Linked DNA regions of Bombyx mori: region 2 is linked to region 1. A link is a contact called in public Hi-C data. All regions are on one chromosome and are shown on one strand. Each heading gives the region's core, a stretch centred on a gene start, on an enhancer-like site or on the middle of the called end of the contact. The rest is flanking DNA. Distances are from core to core; before and after follow the strand shown. Region 1 holds the start of LOC101742601 (tyrosine-protein kinase Shark). Region 2 holds the start of Pts (6-pyruvoyltetrahydropterin synthase).

Region 1 (5,370 bases), core at 903-3,402:
CTGAGAAAATACTTGAGTTGAATCATTCTGCGCCAGATAGGTATTCAATTGGTGATATTTACTGATCACGTGAGTCATCTGCGCTTTGCGAAGGTATATACTTGTACGTTATACAATGTGCCGATTAGGGCTGCCACAGATGTCCTTATTTATTACGATTTAATTTATTAGTTAATGATAATTATGTTTTTAAGCTGTTTCTTAATTTGCTTAAGTTTAATTTCACAGTTCATAGACTATGTAGCCTAAATATCACTTTCCACCTTGAAACATAAGATTGAGTTCAAAATTTTTTTTGGCGTGCGTAAAGGCCACGTTATGCTGCATTATTACTTTCCAGCAGAAATATATAGGTGTACCGTTCCCACAGTCTTGCAAGTTTAAAAGTGAATTAAAGGAGTAACAATAGAAGATTTTTTGAAAATTCTTCTACCATGAACAGATGACATGGAAGTAATAGCTGTAGCTTGAGAAGGCCACGATCACATTCCCTTAACAGTTAAGTGATTAAACTATTCAATAATAAAGTTAATAGCCCCTATTGTCAAAGTTATTCCTTGACAACTTTTCCTATTATTTTCAATACTAAAACGACAAACTCATTTTATAAATAGGAACCGTTGGCAAGATAATGTTAGTTCCTAGTGTTTACACAGTACTAGTTCTTTGATCTGAGTATGTAAACGTGCACTATATGCATACATACATATGTACAGGCTTGTCTCTTGACTGTATTAGTGAACTATACAACATTCTAGAATTTAATTTTAAAATCATTCAATGAACCCTTAACAAATTCGGTCGCCAAAAAGTTACTGATTTAATTTAAGCTTTCTAAAAATCTAGTATGTATATTTTATACGATTGAAAACTTAAAGATTCCAAATTTATTGATGTAGTTCTTACCGTAAATTTCACAAAAATTCTGATATTCAAAAAGGAAAATCGAAATTTGGTGATTTGTTACTAATAGTAATAACAATGAGAATATAGTTCATTATGTAGATACCTATTTCGTTTTACAAGAGTTGTGGTTACATTAGGTATCGATAAAATTAACATTTTTTTGTAGTACGAATTTATGTAGAATGTCGATTGGGAAACTGGAATTTAGAATTAATAGATAATCGAGTGATGCTTCAATCAAGCTTAATGTGCCTAATTGTGTCTCATTTAAAAACTATTACAGTATTTAGAAAAATGAATTTTCCCAACATTCTACACCTCACAAAAACATGGGTACCTTGTTATAATATGTTCATAAACATCATTCTATCATAATATGTTTTAGGTTCGTTTGCACTTTGAAGACATTGTGTAAAAAAAGATACAAAAGAAAAAGTTTTATAAGTGATTGTAAATTAGTATAACTTTCGTTCGACATTCAAATTTCGATGCAACATTCGATTAGAGTTGTATATGCTATCCATTGCTATCAATTTTCATGCTTTGCTACATCTTAGTTATTGTCTTATAAGACTTTGTTTGCAAATTCAAAACCATTGTCGTTCTTATATACTTATACATGGAGCTTAGAACAAAAAAACGCAGCCAAAAATTTATATGCCATCTTGATTTTCATTAGTTTTCGTTTTCAATGACTTTATAGCCAGGACACATCTTGTTAAATTGCCACAATGCGCTTTGGTCGAATAACTTAATAGTCACTACACAAATTTCGTTACGTGGTTGTTCTGTGACTGCTACGTTGAGTTGTGACCGGTCTCTGAGCTTTAACTGGTGGTAGGATATCGTTGTGAGCCCGCACAGGTATAACCATCCCGCCCATTTCTGCTGAGAAGCCGCGGCGCTGTCGGTTTGAGGGTTGGGGCAGCTGTTGTATTGAAAAATGAGACTTAGAACTCATATCTCAAGATATGAGTTCTAAGTTCTGGGTGGCGACATTTACGCTATCGATGTCCATGGGCCAGTAACCACTTAGGTAACAGAAGGTGGACGTGAGCTTGTCTACTCGGGATATTATGGGCCCACATGGGTAAGTATTTGTCGTGAAGAATTTTCATGTCCCAATTTTAAGGAAAGGACGGCAGTTAAACTTTCAATTCGAGACTTACGACTCACATCTGAAGGTGAGCGCCAGCATTTACATGTCTATAGAATCCGCTAATCACTTAAAGCCAGGTGGGCCGTGAGCTCGTCGATCTATCCACAACAAAAAATATCATAAAGTGTAAACCATAACATACTAAAAAAAACTTGTTTATTTTTGACTTGTCTGCTGCGTACTTACTACATGTAATTTTATTTTAAATGTTTGAAATATCTGAATAAGAATTGAGATTGTGTGTGAGGGAATGCGTACTACACATAAAGCGTTTGCGTTGTGGAACTGTGTGTGTACGTTGGTGTTGGTGATTCATTTCTCGGAATTGACCTTGCTATGAGTCATTCGCTGGAAGGCAGAGTCGGGGATACCGCGCCTGTCTGCTTGCTGCCGGCTGCATGGCACACGCACTCCGTTTGCTGTTCCTAGTTTAATACCGAGTTTTGTGTATCTTAATTAAAAAGTAAATTAAGTTGTAAAAATGTGCTATTATAGAAAACGTAGAAAATATCGTTAATCATAATTTTTATTAATACTTGGAAATATAATATTTGTGTTTTGGAATTTGGATATCATGATAACAACCATGACGTCATTCATATTACTTAAGGTAAGAAAATTATTACATTAATTGATCTATATTAATAATTAGTTATTTTTGCAAAACTAGTATTTATGTAGATGATGAATCATCCTAAATTTCTTATCAGTTTCTTATTTGACGATTCAGTTGTGACGTTTGACTTATAACCACATTTATTTAAAATTGAAACATGTTGGTGTTTGTCTCTCTTTAACGCAGACTTTGTAACGAAGTCGGAGGGAGATAAATAATACAGATGAGAGAAGACTTTAAACTTTCAATTTGATAGTATTATGGTAGGTAATAAACAACAAGAAAGAATGAAATAGAATGAAACATGGCGCGTCAGTATCAGTAATTACATCAAAGTTTTGACTTCTGGCAAAGTTTTGAAACTTCCCACGGAACATTTTGGATTTGATTTGATATGTTACAACAGATTAAAACTTTATTAATTGAGGATTAAGAAAAACAAATAAGAAAATTAGTAGTTTTAGGTCATCTGATGTGTGGAATGTGGTGCATACCTGTTGAACAAGTTTCCAATTAACTTTTCAGACAAACTCTTTTTTGTTGAGGATGAATAGAGAAGACAACGTTAACTGGTTTCATGGGAAAATATCACGTGAATCCGCTGAGAAACTGTTAAAAGAGGGTTAGTAAATAGTTCTTTTGTCATTGTTTTGAACAAAATAAAACTTTAAATATAACAAAGTTTTGTAATTTCAGAAGGAGAAGATGGTGTATTTTTAGTACGGGAGAGTAATACTTCGCCTGGAGATTATGTTTTGTCTGTTTTGCATCAGGTACACTAAATTTCTAATAAATTTGATAACCTAAAAAAATATTTTAAATAAAGTTTATTTGAGAATTTAAAACTGCTAGACAATTCTGAAATAGAAGATTTAATTTTCAGGGTCAAGTAGTGCATTATCAAATACGCAGACACGGTGAAGATGCATTCTTCTCTATAGAAGAGCACACAACTGTTCATGGATTGGATACTCTTATACAACATTACCGTAGTGATTCAAATGGACTTGTTACTAGGTTGTCCATTGTCTGTAAAGGAGAACCACCACCGCATGAGTCGAGGACACAGGGAACAACAAATTTACTGCACAGGTGTGTTTCAAACTCAATTTTTTTTTCTAAAGCCAAACACATTTTTTGACAGAGAAATTGAAATAAATTTAGTAAAATAACAATTAACTTACAACTGGATTTGTATATGAATTAAGACAACAAAGCACTAAGGCATTCAGACATCACCACTGTATCTCTAGTCAGTGATTATGCTAATTAAAGTTCTGAAATGGTTATAATTAAGTAATTAAGCTTCTGGCAGGCAAATCAGGCTTAGTAATGCTCATATCTTACAACAATGGAATGTGCATGTTTGAAATAACGAACGTGAAAACTCTGGCACAATTTTTTTTTATAATTTCTCTGATCTGTTTTACTAGTAATCTAAAAGGCACCAACTTATTCCAAGTTTCTTATGTCTTTGATTTAAAGAACTAATTTTCTAGATTTGTACAACAAATGCTTGTAAGGTGAATTATACAAATACAAGATAATTTAATTACAGCAAAGCTTAGAAAACTAAAATGAACTAAATTCTTAATTTATTTCATTCATTTCGATATGTTTTCATTGCTATCTAATCATATGCTAAGATGAATCCTTGATCACCAATTACGAGAAATTAAAAAATAAAGCAAATTTTCCTAAAATACAAGTAAAATAACAACATCAAAAAACTTTAATCAAATTTATTATTTTGGCTATAAGTTTCAACTTTACTTGAATAAGATTTAAATGTATTTACTATACAATTTTAAACAAATGCTATATCATTTTAGTATTGTGGATACTCAGTCAAACACACAGTTAATAAACTTGTTCAATCCCTTAATTAGTGATATCGTGACTAGTTCAAGAAGGATGTTCTATTAAGAAGAGGGTCCCGTAAATTGTCCTTAATTCCCTCTTGTGTTTTATTGTCTCAATGGATAGATAGATATCGTTTGAGTTTTTCAATTATGTTATGTACTGTTATTATGTTAAACTTTTATTGAAATAAAGCTTGAAAGTGTTTTACTAGGATAAATTATATTATTCAGGAAATATCTTATGATATTACGGATCATGGCTAGACTAAATTGATATTATTTCATTATTGTAAAAGTATGATATTATTTCTTCCTCACAAGAGGTTTGATCAGAGTACTCGGCAGTAGGCAGCAACTTGCCTGTACCTCTGGGATTGTTCATTTTTAAGTGCAATGGTGATTATACTTATTATCAGGCCCATATGCAAGCCAATTTACAACAGCAACAAAAAAATACCCTTTTTACTACTCTGTATCATATTATCTCAAATCACAAAAATCTGTGCAGTATTAAAAATGTTGCACGTTCCGAAATTAATAAAATCAACGATCAATTAGTACTTTAAAGTGTTAAAATTATGAGATTAGAAAATCTAAGGACTCCCCTAACACTTTATGTAAGCTAATATAATAATATATATTTATGTATATAACATAATGGGAATTAAATATAACTTTAAATTTCACTAAAGTTCAGTCTTATAATTTCCATTAACAAATGCTTAAAAAATTATAAAGTTCTCTTAAATTTGGAGAAAAAAAACTTGGATGTGACCTCTGTTGGATGCAGCTCAATAAGGTTATTGAACTTATTTCTTATTGTTTTC
Region 2 (5,370 bases), core at 1,241-3,740, 150 kb before region 1:
ACTAATTCGAAATTATGCAGACTAAAAAAATCTAATTTTGCTGAGTAGCACTATTTATTAGATAAAGCGTTGTCGTGAATCGTGATTTTAACTGTAGTCTAGTTCAGTTTCCATTGCGTGGATAACAGATATTAATAAAAACGCTTTTGATTTCACAATAAAGTTATTGATAAATTTCATAGACATATACCGTAAAATGGGGCGACTAGGGACAAATTCCAACTTTATGAGCAATTTTAAGATAGTTGTTGATGTATATAATGCTATATCAGGATCAAAATGATTGAGTCTTGGGGGCATCTTTGTTGTCTAATTTAAAATTATGCAACTAGCATTCCAGTTTAAGCAAAAAATGCAAAAATAGCTGTAATCCCTATTTACCCGAAAATTGCGGTTAATTGGGACGAAATGAGAAATTTGCTAGGGTTGGCACTACTTTCATTTTTATATATAGTTTTAATTAATTTATTTATTTAGTTGCACCAACAAAGTGATCATCAATAAAAAAAATTTAAAAACTGACAAAAGTACATGGCAGACATCACCTCAATTATAGGTGCAATCGATAGTGCTGATATTTCTATCTGGGTTAAGAGATTAGGTGTGTCGGTTATTCCATGGATTAATCAGATGAATACCCCCACTCTGAACAAATATTAAATATTTATTTTTCAAATATTAAATATATTACTTAGACATTTTTGTCCACCTTGAGATTTCATTGATCTTGTTACATGTCTCTGCAAAATCGACTTACTTATATTAAATTGCTTATCTATTTCAACTAAAGACTTATTCCCTATTTCGCTTCGAATAAACCAGATTTTTACCAACAAATTTAAAAAATATTGTTATAACTACATAGACAACCCTACAAACCTGTACCTATTTGTACTTAGGTCGTTTCCATTTCACGTATTCTCATCCCAATTGACCCCTTTGTCGTTGTTATTTGTACCTAAGACGTCCCCAATATCCCCAAAAACAACAGATTTTTACATATATTTTTATTTAATCAAATACATTAAAACCAATAACAACTGAGACTTACCTTTAATATATATGCTGGTTCAAACACTAAATAACGTTTATAAATCATAGTCGTCTTCTATTATTATCAAATAAATAAAAGAGAGCAAAGTTTCTAGCACTAAAATAATTACCACCACAGAAAGTTAATTTTGAAACGCGATTTTTTATAAGTTAGCAGCTATTATCATGCATATTCAGAGTTGTTTTGTGAACTTTCAACATTCTACTATTAAACTACAAAAAATGGAAGATTTTGCAACGAATATAAAACTTATATTGAGCGTCGAAAGATTTTCCCGGTTTTTTCCCGATTCGCCTCTCAATCCCTAATCGCCCCATTTTACCGGTACCGGATTAAAGATGACACATCACTTTTACCGTCATTTCCACAGATCGTAAATATCTTTAACTTATTTTTTTTTTTTGTAGTTGAATCATCCAGCATAACTATGCAATGCAACTGTTGAACTCCAAATTCTATGAGAATCGAATAAAATCATGGGAACGTCTATCCCTGGGAACGTTCAAAAATATCCTAAATAATATGAAATAATATGATTGACTATTTAGAGACCTGTCAGTAATGTCAGTTTTGTCGCAGTTCTAAATCGTAAATGTCACTATTTTTTTGTATTATAGGCCTATTACGTTTGGCTGATATTTGTCGACTGAATTCAGAAGCAAATTTAGAAGCTTCTTATTACACTGTTCTAAATTCAGTTACTGAATCAATTGTCAGTTTAAACGTGACGAAATAAGACGTGTCGTTTGCGTAAGAGGATGGCCCCAGTATTATCTAGACAACAACAATCTTTTTTGTTTTTGATTTTTGTTTCATTCAAAAATAAATAAAAATTGAAACAAGAATATCGGTGAGGAAATATTTATTGCTGTGTGGAATATTAGCAAATAAGTTATGCGTTTCTAATTAGGCTTCTAAATTATTCAGTCTTTTTTTTTTTTTGGTCAGGAGGAAATCGCCGGACTTCCGCCCTTTTCTGGGGATACTGGGCGGGGTATGTCAGAGTCGAACTGACTAAAACCTCCTGTCGCTCAACAACCAACATCCAAACCTCGCATGAGACAGAACTCATGACAAGGCAAAGGGGGGAAAGTGAAGCGTTTAGTGCGGAGCACATCTCTCCCATCACCCTCCCCCTCGGGACGCCGGACTGGCGGTCGTCGGCGCCACGACCACCAGCCCTCTCGGTCGGCAGACTGTCCGAAGCCCGCCTAGATGGCGCCAGTTAGAGAATGATTCAGTCAGCCAGAAAACTTCCTTGTTACTGAATTCAGTAGACTAACTTACTTAATGCTATTACACTTGACTGAATTCAGTAGCGACTGACTTGAGGCGTCTGAATTCAGCCAAGTGTAATAAGCCTATTAAGTAATTTCGAAACCATGAGCAGCTTTGATCTGAGTGAAGTATCTTAAAAATACTCTGTGGACGAAAGAAAGATATAAAAACCGGTTATTTTTAAAGTCGCTTCATTTTAATTTTCTTATAATATCAGACTAGAGGCTGACATAATTTCAATAAAAAAGCAAAACTCCATTTAATGCGTTAAGTTTTTGATTCTTACTGTATTTGAATTTTCTATTGAATTATTGAATTACACAATGTCTTCTTTACCTATTGTATCAATAATACGCCGTGAAACTTTCAGTTCCGCTCATAGGCTGCACAGGTAAATGGTTATAAAGTAATACGTATTAATTAATTCAATTTATAAAATTATTTTATGATAATATTAAGTTGTGTTCGACCTTCTAACTCAGATCAATAAGGTTATCAGTAAAAAAAACGGATATTTATAACGTGTGGTAACATCTACCGTCACAATAATTAATTTATTATTTTTCAGCCCGTTTTTAAGTGACGAAGAGAACAAAAAAGTTTATGGTAAATGCAACAATCCTAATGGTCACGGTCATAATTATGTTGGTAGGTTATTCTTTTGACATCAGTTTTTTTCTATATTTTTTTTTATTTGTAGTTTATTCAGAAATAAAAAAAACGTATTGTATAATTATTTTATGTATGTATGTACTACATGCTATAACCAATTTTGAGAAATCGCATTGTATTTACAATTTTACCATAATAAAGTTCAGTTCATTTTATCACAAAAATATTAAAATAATGTGGACTAATAATTTCAGTTCTTGTAACAGTAAAGGGTCCTGTAGATCCTCAAACTGGTATGGTGATGAATATAACTGACCTCAAGAAATACATAAAAACAGCCATCCTGGAACCACTCGACCATAAGAATTTAGATAATGATGTTCCATACTTCAAAACTATGGTAAGTCATTACTTTTAAAGGTTAAGCAAAATAATATTTTAATTGTATACATATAATTAAGATTGTACACATGTATGTATAATTTAAATTGTTTGTCGTGTGCATTTTAACATGTTTTAGATATTTGTATAGATAAATATGTGGGTAGAGTTATGTCTACCAATTTTTTTATTAGCCTCTCCTCAGTATAGATGACTGTATGAATATATGGCTGTTTTTTACTCCAGAAGCTGTTCTATATGCAAGACCAATAAAAAAGAGTAAATACATCTACTGGTGGCAATATAATTTATTGTTATTATATTGCCTATTTAAAAATATAGAGATGGGTAAAATCAAATTCCACAGGGTCTGCTGCAGTGGTATACTGGATGTTGTTAAAGACCATGACATGCCATAATTGCACTGATGCCAATTCCTTTACAAAAGACTAGAGACTGCTGTAAGCTATTTAATTCTTTAAAACAATATTGTCTATTACAGGCAAGTACTACAGAAAATGTCGCAATATATGTCTGGGACCAACTTCAAAGAATAATGGAAAAACCACAATTACTGCATGAGGTTAAGATCCTAGAAACTGAAAAAAATCATGTTGTGTACCGTGGTGGTAATACATACTCTAGGAAAAAGCCTGACTCCTCTTGTCACCGAAGTCATGTTTCTCATGAAGTTTCCTCAGATTCTGACTAACAAAATTCTTGAATCTTGAATGTTTTTATAATGAAAAATATTTTATATTACTATTGTTAGGTGATGTATACATTCCTTAAGTAAGACAGATCAAAGAAGCTAATTTTTATAAGAATAAAATTAAAACATTATAATTACATATATTATGTTTCTAAAATATTTTAAATTATTAAAATGGCTGAATTGGCTATGCACCTTATGTGATGACCTAATAATTACAGATTAAAATTTTTATTTATGATCGAATATTTTAATAAAATATTTGTTCTGAAAATCAGGTTCGTTTTACCATATTGTAACCTGGTGTACATTTTAAAGTTTATATGTTTTGAAGAATGTATGAATAAGTGAAACTATACAGCTTGAATAAATGTTTCTTGCCATCTTGACATTTTTAGCAATTTTATTAGCTTTATGTAACAAAATCTTAGTCATTTTATCTGACTTCAAGATTTCAAAGTAACTGAAAATTTTGCACACGCATTGAGGTGCAATGAGAATAAAATAATTTTATTGCCACTCTATTGTCATATCAGTATCAGCACGATAAAAGATGGAATTAATTGTTCGGTTTGCTATTTAAACCAGTTTTTTTTTTAGTTTTCGACTGACTCAGTGGTGCAATAATTAAAAAGCCCCTGATTGTTGTGTTGAGGGTCATAGGTTCGATACCCACATAGGGCATACATTCGTGTGATTTACAGGTTTGTCTGGTGCCTATTTTCTGCACACACTATATGTATTTATATATAGAAAGGTATATAAGTATGTATGTCAGTGTCGGTACCCATAACACGGAATGCTAATTTGGAGCCGGACGACCGTGCGTGATTCGTTCCCGATTATTTATTATTATATATTATTGAAATGTGTTTTTTCCACGCAATAGATGGCTGAACAGCCTGATGGCCCTTTTTCTTCCCATCTAGTATTTATGAGTCGACACTTGACAATGTGAATGCCGCCATACATCTTGGGACATGACGTTGAAGTTTGAATTATATCGCGTGACGGTTGTCCTGCCGTGCAAACTGAACCTGCTTCGCGGCATAAATAAGTATGGTCGTAATTATAAAATAACATTATTCATTCTATATCTTCCATTTTAGGTAAGAATATTTCGGGGATGCAACTATTATTATCCCCGTTACAATCGGACGAGCATAGGGCCTACCCATTGGTAACTAGTCATCATCGCTTATGGACATCAGCAATTCCGAAACTAGTCTTTGTTCACCAAAGGTTCACACACTTTAGAAATTAACCCAAAAACAAAATAAGGTATTGAAGAATGTATAAAGTGCGTATGGTTTTTAGTAAAAAAAAAACAAGT

The links. A called contact is a pair of places that touch in the nucleus more often than the background predicts.
Region 2: a contact with region 1 is called in a Hi-C map of posterior silk gland, with 1.8 times the contacts expected there. The contact joins the promoter of Pts here to the promoter of LOC101742601 in region 1. A contact is called at or near these places in 2 of 7 Hi-C or Micro-C datasets (middle silk gland and posterior silk gland).

The regions. Positions count from the first base shown.
Region 1 is chr5:13,531,187-13,536,556 of ASM3026992v2, reverse strand. It overlaps LOC101742601 (tyrosine-protein kinase Shark), which reads left to right and starts at 2,152. Exons shown (of 14, transcript XM_004930017.4): 1 at 2,152-2,675; 2 at 3,207-3,303; 3 at 3,378-3,454; 4 at 3,565-3,773. The coding sequence starts at 2,640.
Region 2 is chr5:13,684,968-13,690,337 of ASM3026992v2, reverse strand. Pts (6-pyruvoyltetrahydropterin synthase) reads left to right here and starts at 2,490. Exons shown (of 4, transcript NM_001046638.1): 1 at 2,490-2,723; 2 at 2,901-2,980; 3 at 3,199-3,344; 4 at 3,828-4,425. The coding sequence starts at 2,656. The coding sequence ends at 4,037.